Regions from separate parts of the Sus scrofa genome. Here region 2 is linked to region 1. The links are chromatin contacts, called in public HiChIP or PLAC-seq maps. All regions are on one chromosome and are shown on one strand. The core of a region is the stretch at or near the end of the contact, and the rest is flanking DNA. Distances in the headings are between cores, read along the strand shown. Region 1 overlaps ATXN1 (ataxin-1). Region 2 overlaps ATXN1 (ataxin-1).

Region 1 (3,321 bases), core at 294-2,793:
TTTTAACGGGAAGAAGTAGCTTTGAAAATCTCACACCAGAGAGAGGGGGAGAAAAACTTGCCAAACTCTCTTCTTTTTTTAACTCTATTGTTTGAATGTTCAGTCATTTGGTCTATTCTGGTTTTGATTCACAAATGAGTTTTCAGAAACTACCTTCCTCCCTTTTTTTTTTTAATGAAATATTTAACTTTTCCTCTGAAGACTGACACCCCGTCTCTGGGACCTGACAGGGATCCCCCTGAAGCATCCTGTTTTTGTCAGCTGAGTTAACTTGTATACTATCTACAAAATCTGGAATGGTTTTCTCCTAAGGGTACAGTTCATTGGCCTTTATGGACGTCACATTTTCATCCCTGTATTTATGAATTCTCCAAATATTTTTCGAATGCCAGTCGCACAGGCCCTGTCCCAGGCGAAGGAAATAGAATCTTTGGCCTGAAAAGGTTCCCAGTTTTGACTCTGGTTCTCGCTCCACCAGACCTCTTGTTTCTCTTCCACTGAATTCCAAGCTGTGGATACAAGTGAATGCTGCTTTTTACAGCATTCTCCTCCTGTAGCCCGCATCCCATCTTGCTCATTTACCTACATTACAGAAAAAAGGCAAAGGGATCAGTGAGTCACTTGATTGGCTTTCCGGGTAGAGGATGATGCTGAGAGGGCCCTTGGCATGGCCACGCCCTGTGCGTGCTAGAGCTTTCTATACATTGAGGGGGAAACGTATCTTTGGCACCTTAGGAAATAAAGAAAGGAAGACTAAAGACAGAACACAGGGGGGATGACAACCTCTTAACCTTTTAAAACAGCTGTGTTTCAGTTCAGTTTGTTCCCCTTTGCTTTGAGAAGGGGGTGGGGGAAAGAGAGGTAACTCTAATTACAAAGGCCACGTTCCTTTCAGCTATACTATTTTCAATCCTATATAATTTGTACAGCTGAAGTGGCAAAGTGCTTGCTTTGAAATGTGGAGAGAAGGGCCCCCCCCCCGCTTAATGCTTAGGAAAGGTTTAACAAAAGGACTTTGATTTAAACAAAAGGAAAATTCTCCAGGGTCTCGTGATTGGTATCATCAAGGAGTTGGCTTCCCCGCAGTGGTGGCCCTTGGAGGAATCTGCTCCTCTTCCCCTCCCCCTGTCCCCTGGTTGGTATTTTTCCTCCTCTGGGATCCGGTGTGTTCACAGACCACCACTGAAGTGGGGTGCAAATAGGCTAGGATGAAAGGCATGACTGGGTTCCTGAAAGGGCCCCTCCAGGTGGCTCAGGAACAGGATGGGCTGCATCCCCTGCCTGGCAAGTCCATTCCCAAGACGGAACTTGATCCCCTGGAGCTGGAGCAGCCTGGCCAGCATTCCTGCAAGGTCCCTAGAACGGGGCAGAAGCTAGTTACTGAACACTGAGTCTGAGGCCAGGCGACATGGACATGTCATTTCAAATACGATGCAAAGGCGTCTTGACACACTTTGAGGTGGGTCTCGCTCTGTCCATGCTGCAGGGAAGAGAGGCTAGACAAAGCGGAAGTGAGTCAGCTCAAAGTTACCCTGCTAATAATAAACATGCTGGTTTTGACCCTAAGTCGGTCTGAGTAATAAAACCCATGTCCTGTTCACCACGGCACATTCCTTCCCGTGAATCAGAAAGCAGTTTCTGGGGAAGGTGGTGGCAGAGGCCACATGATCGTGGGCAGTTGGAAGTCCTTCTGTCCTCCTCCTCCTGTTCTTGAGGAACCTGTTTGCATGTGCGAACACACCGCGTCAGTGATGGCTCCAGCCCTTTGCCTGTGTAAGTCCAGATGCGAAAAAGATTAACTGGACAATGGAGACAATACTTAAATCCAAAGGTTTGCTATCGTCGTGGGAGGAAAGTTGCACAAGAACCCTGTTTTGTTTTGTTTTTTTGCTTTTGCTTTTTGTCCCTGTGTTGAGGCACTATAGCGCTGCTGCAATAATCACCCACAGGTTCAGGTATCATCCATTGCCTTTATTTTGTGATTTACAATTATTTGTAGTATCAGCTCTTTTCCTTTTTTCCTTCCTTTTTCTTTCTTTCTCTGACTTTCTTTTCTTCTTTCCTTTTTTCTTTTTTTTTTGCAGTTGCGTCCCAAACACTTATTTCATGGCACTGACTTGATATTTTCCATGGTACCATTCATGACATGCAGTGATGAGTCATTTTTAGAAAAACAGGTATAGAGTGTAATATGAAAATAAACAGGTCAGCAAACATGATTCTCTTCCTCACTTTTCAAATTCTACCATCCCCCCTCCCCCCAGGGTCCTGTCCCCCTTATTGTTATTTCTTTAGTTAGCAGCCCCTTTCTCAAGCACAATCTTATATGGAACCTCAATATATATGACTGATAAAGGAAGATTTCGGTAGTATGATGTTTGTTAGATTTCAGTGTGTAATGCTGACTTATAAAACCAAGACTAAAGAACAATGAGGCTTTGTGATGAACACAGAAATTTGAAATCGGTGTTACAGATGACAGCTGCAGGCTTTTCTAACTTCATTTTCCAGTTTATTCCCTTTTGTTGATTTTTTTACAATATTGTTGCACAGTATTGAGAAAATCTTGGTTCCCTAAAATATAGACTTGCAAGTAATAAAAGGGTATTGTATTTAAAAAAAAAAAAAAAAAAAGCTACCTTGCAACCTCAGGATATTTTTTCACTTAAACTTATCCACTTAAAACTTACTCACTTAAAAGGAAGGGTTGAAACAGCTTCTTTCAAATTTGAAATCCTTCACAATATGAAACAATTTGCATTTTTTAATTGGTAAGGCTGCACTTTGGGGAACCAATGATCGCTTCCTCAGCTAGTCTGCATCTTCCATTAAAGGCAGAAAACACTTTTCAAATGATAATATTAATGAGATGCTCATTGATGTCTTTTAAAAAAAAAAAAGAAAAGGAGAAAACTCGTATAAGGATGGGGGCCCATCTCTGTCTATTCAGTTTTAGAAAGCACAGTTTACCTTGTTTTGCATGGTCCAGTCTTTGAATTTCATACCGATGTTGTGCTACATCATGGTACCTGGGTCATTTCAGTGCCAATACCTCAATTTTGTTACACCATTTTATGCCACAGACTTGTTATGCCAAAATTCTCTGAGGGCTATGTAGTCTGGCCTTGGTCGGTTCTTGAATGTAATACTCCCAAGCCACGCTAAAATACTGACTTGTACAATTTCATGTGAGTGGCCACAGGAAGACCTTAAGGTTATATTTGAAAAAGGAGAGCAGTAAGAATGGAGCTCCAACCTTTCTAACTAAAGAATGGCCATATATGTGCTGCAGTGACAGGAGAAACAGTATTTTAAGATCTG
Region 2 (3,321 bases), core at 326-2,825, 250 kb before region 1:
GCTCTGGTGTTGCTATGGCTGTGGTGCAGGCCAGTAGCTGCAGCTGCAATTTGAGCCCTAGCCTCAGAACTTTCATATGCCCAGGGCCTGGGAACTTTCATATGCTGCAGGTGTGGCTGGAAAAAGGAAAAATAAATAAATACATAAATAAATTTGAGCTTTGTCAGTCTCAAGGTGGGTGGCACTGAAAGACACCCTTATCCAGGAAGAGGGCTTTCCTGGCATGGAAACTACATTCATTAGGATGAAGATCACAGGGCTGATGACCAGCAGTTTCAGTCTCTCGGCCCAGCCCCTGGCATTTATGTCAATGCCTAAAGCAGGGAGGGCATGTGGGTTGCAGGCCACCAGGAGAACCTGGCTCAGTCATCCTAGACTGTCACAAATCCCCTTGTGTGGTTCATTTTTATTTCATTGTTATCATCATTTTCTTGGAAACCTTTCATTCTAAGCCCGACAAGCCTGACTGGCAGATTCACTGTCTGATAGGTCTAGTTTTAGATTATATGCTTTTTCTTAAAGCCGTCTTCATCTGTTAACCTGCATTCATTTTTAATCTTCAGGCTCCAATCAATAATTATTCACTTGACAGTTTTTGACAGTCTGCTGCTTCATGTAGCTGTTTAGCATGAATTCAAAAGGCGATTTCTCATTCTGCACAAGTGAAGTAAAGTTGCTCTTTCATCCTCTAATTTGGGGGGTATAGAAAAATATTCATGTTTACTCTGCCCTCGGGAGTTTTTGGTATAAAAATGCTTAATAAATATTTAATAATTTTCTCTATAAGAAGATCTGTAAAACATTAACATTTTCTGTTGCATTTTGCTTATGTCAGAAATTCACTTGAGAGTACGGATTTCTGTTCATGGGAATTGATACTATGAGGTTAGCTCCTCAACAAATGTTTATTGAATACTCATTGTGTGCAAGGCATTATGTTAAATGTGATGGGAAATTAGTACATGGCCCCCAGGAAATGTAGTGGTCATGGAAACAAAACCACTACCAAAATGATGATGGGTAGAAATACTTAAAGAATGATAATCTTATCTTGCTGCCTTATCTGCACTTAGGATAATCCTACTTGGAAATTCCACGTGAAAAGTAGGAACAAAAGTGCATGGTTATCTCTGTGTCTACATTATACATACACGCACATGTGAACACATTGTAGTCAAGGGCAAACCTACCCCAAGTCTAAACAGAAGGGGGAAATGTTCTTTTTCACCAGAATCATAGTGTTAGAATTCTTGGCAGTTCAGATGATCTCTGCCATAGCTGTTGGTTTACATTTTGATAATTTACCAATGAGCATGTAATGTTTAATTCTTAGTTGGGTTGTGGCACCAAACACAGCATTTCCAATGAAACACACTGCAAATGTGAAAGTAAGAGTTTTCCTTGGGAACGAGCAGCTCACTTACTCATCGGTTCTTCTGGGAGTAGGAGTGCGACCTAGAGGTTAGAAGTTCTGAAACAGAAGAAGGAAATCAGACCATGTGACAGTGAACAGGAAAGGAGGTGCTTAATACTCCCGCTCCTTTGCAGTGAGCTTGGCTTTTCCTCCTTGGTCTGGGGCCCTTTGGCTTCCCATATCCTGGCATGATTTAGGGAAGCAGGCACTGACCTTCTGGTGCCCTCTCTTTCATTTTACTCCAGGCATATTACTAAGCAAAATACATTGTCATATTTCTGTGGCTAAAGCGTTTCAGATTTTGGTACTGAGCCTTTGTATTTAAGCTTAATAGGGCAAAAGAGCTAGCATTTTGTGGACGTCACTGACCCTTTACCACAATTGAGGTTTTTTTTGTTTTTGTTTTTGTTTTTTTTTGCTTTTTAGGGCCCCACCTGCAGCATATGGAAGTTCCCTTGGCTGGGGGTCAAATCAGAGCTACAATTGCCGGCCTACACCACAGCCACAGCAACATCAGATCTGAGCTGCATCTGCAACCTACACCACAGCTCACGGCAACACTGGATCCTTAACCTATTGAGTGAGGCCAGGGATCTAACCCACATCCTCATGGATACTAGTCAGTTTTGTTACCTCTGAGCCACAACAGGAACTTCCACAATTGAGATTTTTATAGAAACCTTACATAAACTTCATTGCACCTGATGATGGCAGCTGAGCCGGTCACTAATTAGGACTATGAGTACTTGGCTGTTGCTCTTTTTGACTCTGCTCTGGGTTTTGTTTATTTATTTTTTATGGCTGCACTCATGGCATATGGAAGTTTTCTGGGCCAGGGATTGAATCTGAGCCACAACTGTGATTTACGCTGCAGCTGTAGCAATCCTAGATTGTTTAACCTGCTCTACTGGGCTGGGGATCAAACCTGAGTCTCTGTGGTGACCCAAGCCACTGCAGTCAGGTTCTTAACCCACTGCACCACAGTGGGAACTCCTGCTCTGGATTTTAGCTTATTTCATTAAATCTGCTGCTGATTTTCATTGTCTGCACGCACATGGTTGCAAATGTAACTCTCTCCTGAAGCAGCCAGTGCTTTGGCTCCATTGTCCTGTAAAGGCTGGGGAAATCAGTTGAAAAGAAGCTAAGGTAGAAGTGGTGTGTAAGCCACGCTGTCAGGCTTGCTCTCCATGCGCTCACCACCTTCAGGCCCTCAAGCCCAGAGATGGCTTCAGGTCTGTGCCTAGGGCTGGGTCACACAGACTCGGAGAATTAAGTGACATCTGAGCCAGAGCTGGCACCGTTATACCGACTTGCTAATAATTCACAATGAATCATCACTGATAGATCCTCAGGCCCCTGCGATTAGCACATGCTCTTTGTCAAGCTACCTGGGAATGTAGATAATACTTGGAAGCTCCTCTGTTGATTGATTCACCTTGAGAAATTGCTGCTCTCTGGATGCTGGTAGTGCATGGGTCATAGCACCCAAGTGTCCTCAAGAAACGCTTTATAGGGACTTGAGTAATTGCTCAGTGAGCAAGGAGCCAGAATAAGGAAGTGGGTTCAGGAGTACCAAGCCTGCTGCTCTGTTCATCTCAGGAGAAGGGTATCTTTCTTTCTTTCTTTCTTTCTTTCTTTCTTTCTTTCTTTCTTTCCTTTTTTTTTTTTTTTCTTGTCTTTGTGTCTTTTCTATGGCCGCAGCCATGGCATATGCAGATTCCCAGGCTAGGGGTCTAATCGGAACTGCATTCGCCAGCCTACACCATAGCCACAGCTACGCAGGATCCGAGCCGCGTCTGCGGCCTACACCACAGCTCATGGGAACGCCGGATCCTCAACCCACTGAGCAAGGCCAGGGATCAAACCCGCAACCTCATGGTCCCTAGTCGGATTTGTTGACCACTGAG

What was found. HiChIP or PLAC-seq counts read pairs in DNA pulled down with a chosen protein or histone mark.
Region 2: a contact with region 1 is called in an H3K27ac HiChIP or PLAC-seq map of alveolar macrophages. The contact joins two enhancer-like sites. A contact is called at or near these places in 1 of 47 Hi-C or Micro-C datasets (embryonic fibroblasts) and 1 of 2 datasets of contacts at active chromatin or transcription factors (alveolar macrophages).

The regions. Positions count from the first base shown.
Region 1 is chr7:12,427,378-12,430,698 of Sscrofa11.1, reverse strand. The region is part of intron 6 of ATXN1 (ataxin-1); the gene reads left to right. Among named protein-coding and RNA genes, the nearest start is that of GMPR, 170 kb to the right of the region's middle. Within about 2 kb of position 1,543, at least 25 of the 83 cell types and tissues checked have an H3K27ac peak or open chromatin away from gene starts, as enhancers often do. A contact at or near this core is called in alveolar macrophages, where this site is marked.
Region 2 is chr7:12,676,270-12,679,590 of Sscrofa11.1, reverse strand. All of the region lies in intron 2 of ATXN1 (ataxin-1), which reads left to right. Among named protein-coding and RNA genes, the nearest start is that of ATXN1, 53 kb to the left of the region's middle. Within about 2 kb of position 1,575, at least 9 of the 83 cell types and tissues checked have an H3K27ac peak or open chromatin away from gene starts, as enhancers often do. A contact at or near this core is called in alveolar macrophages, where this site is marked.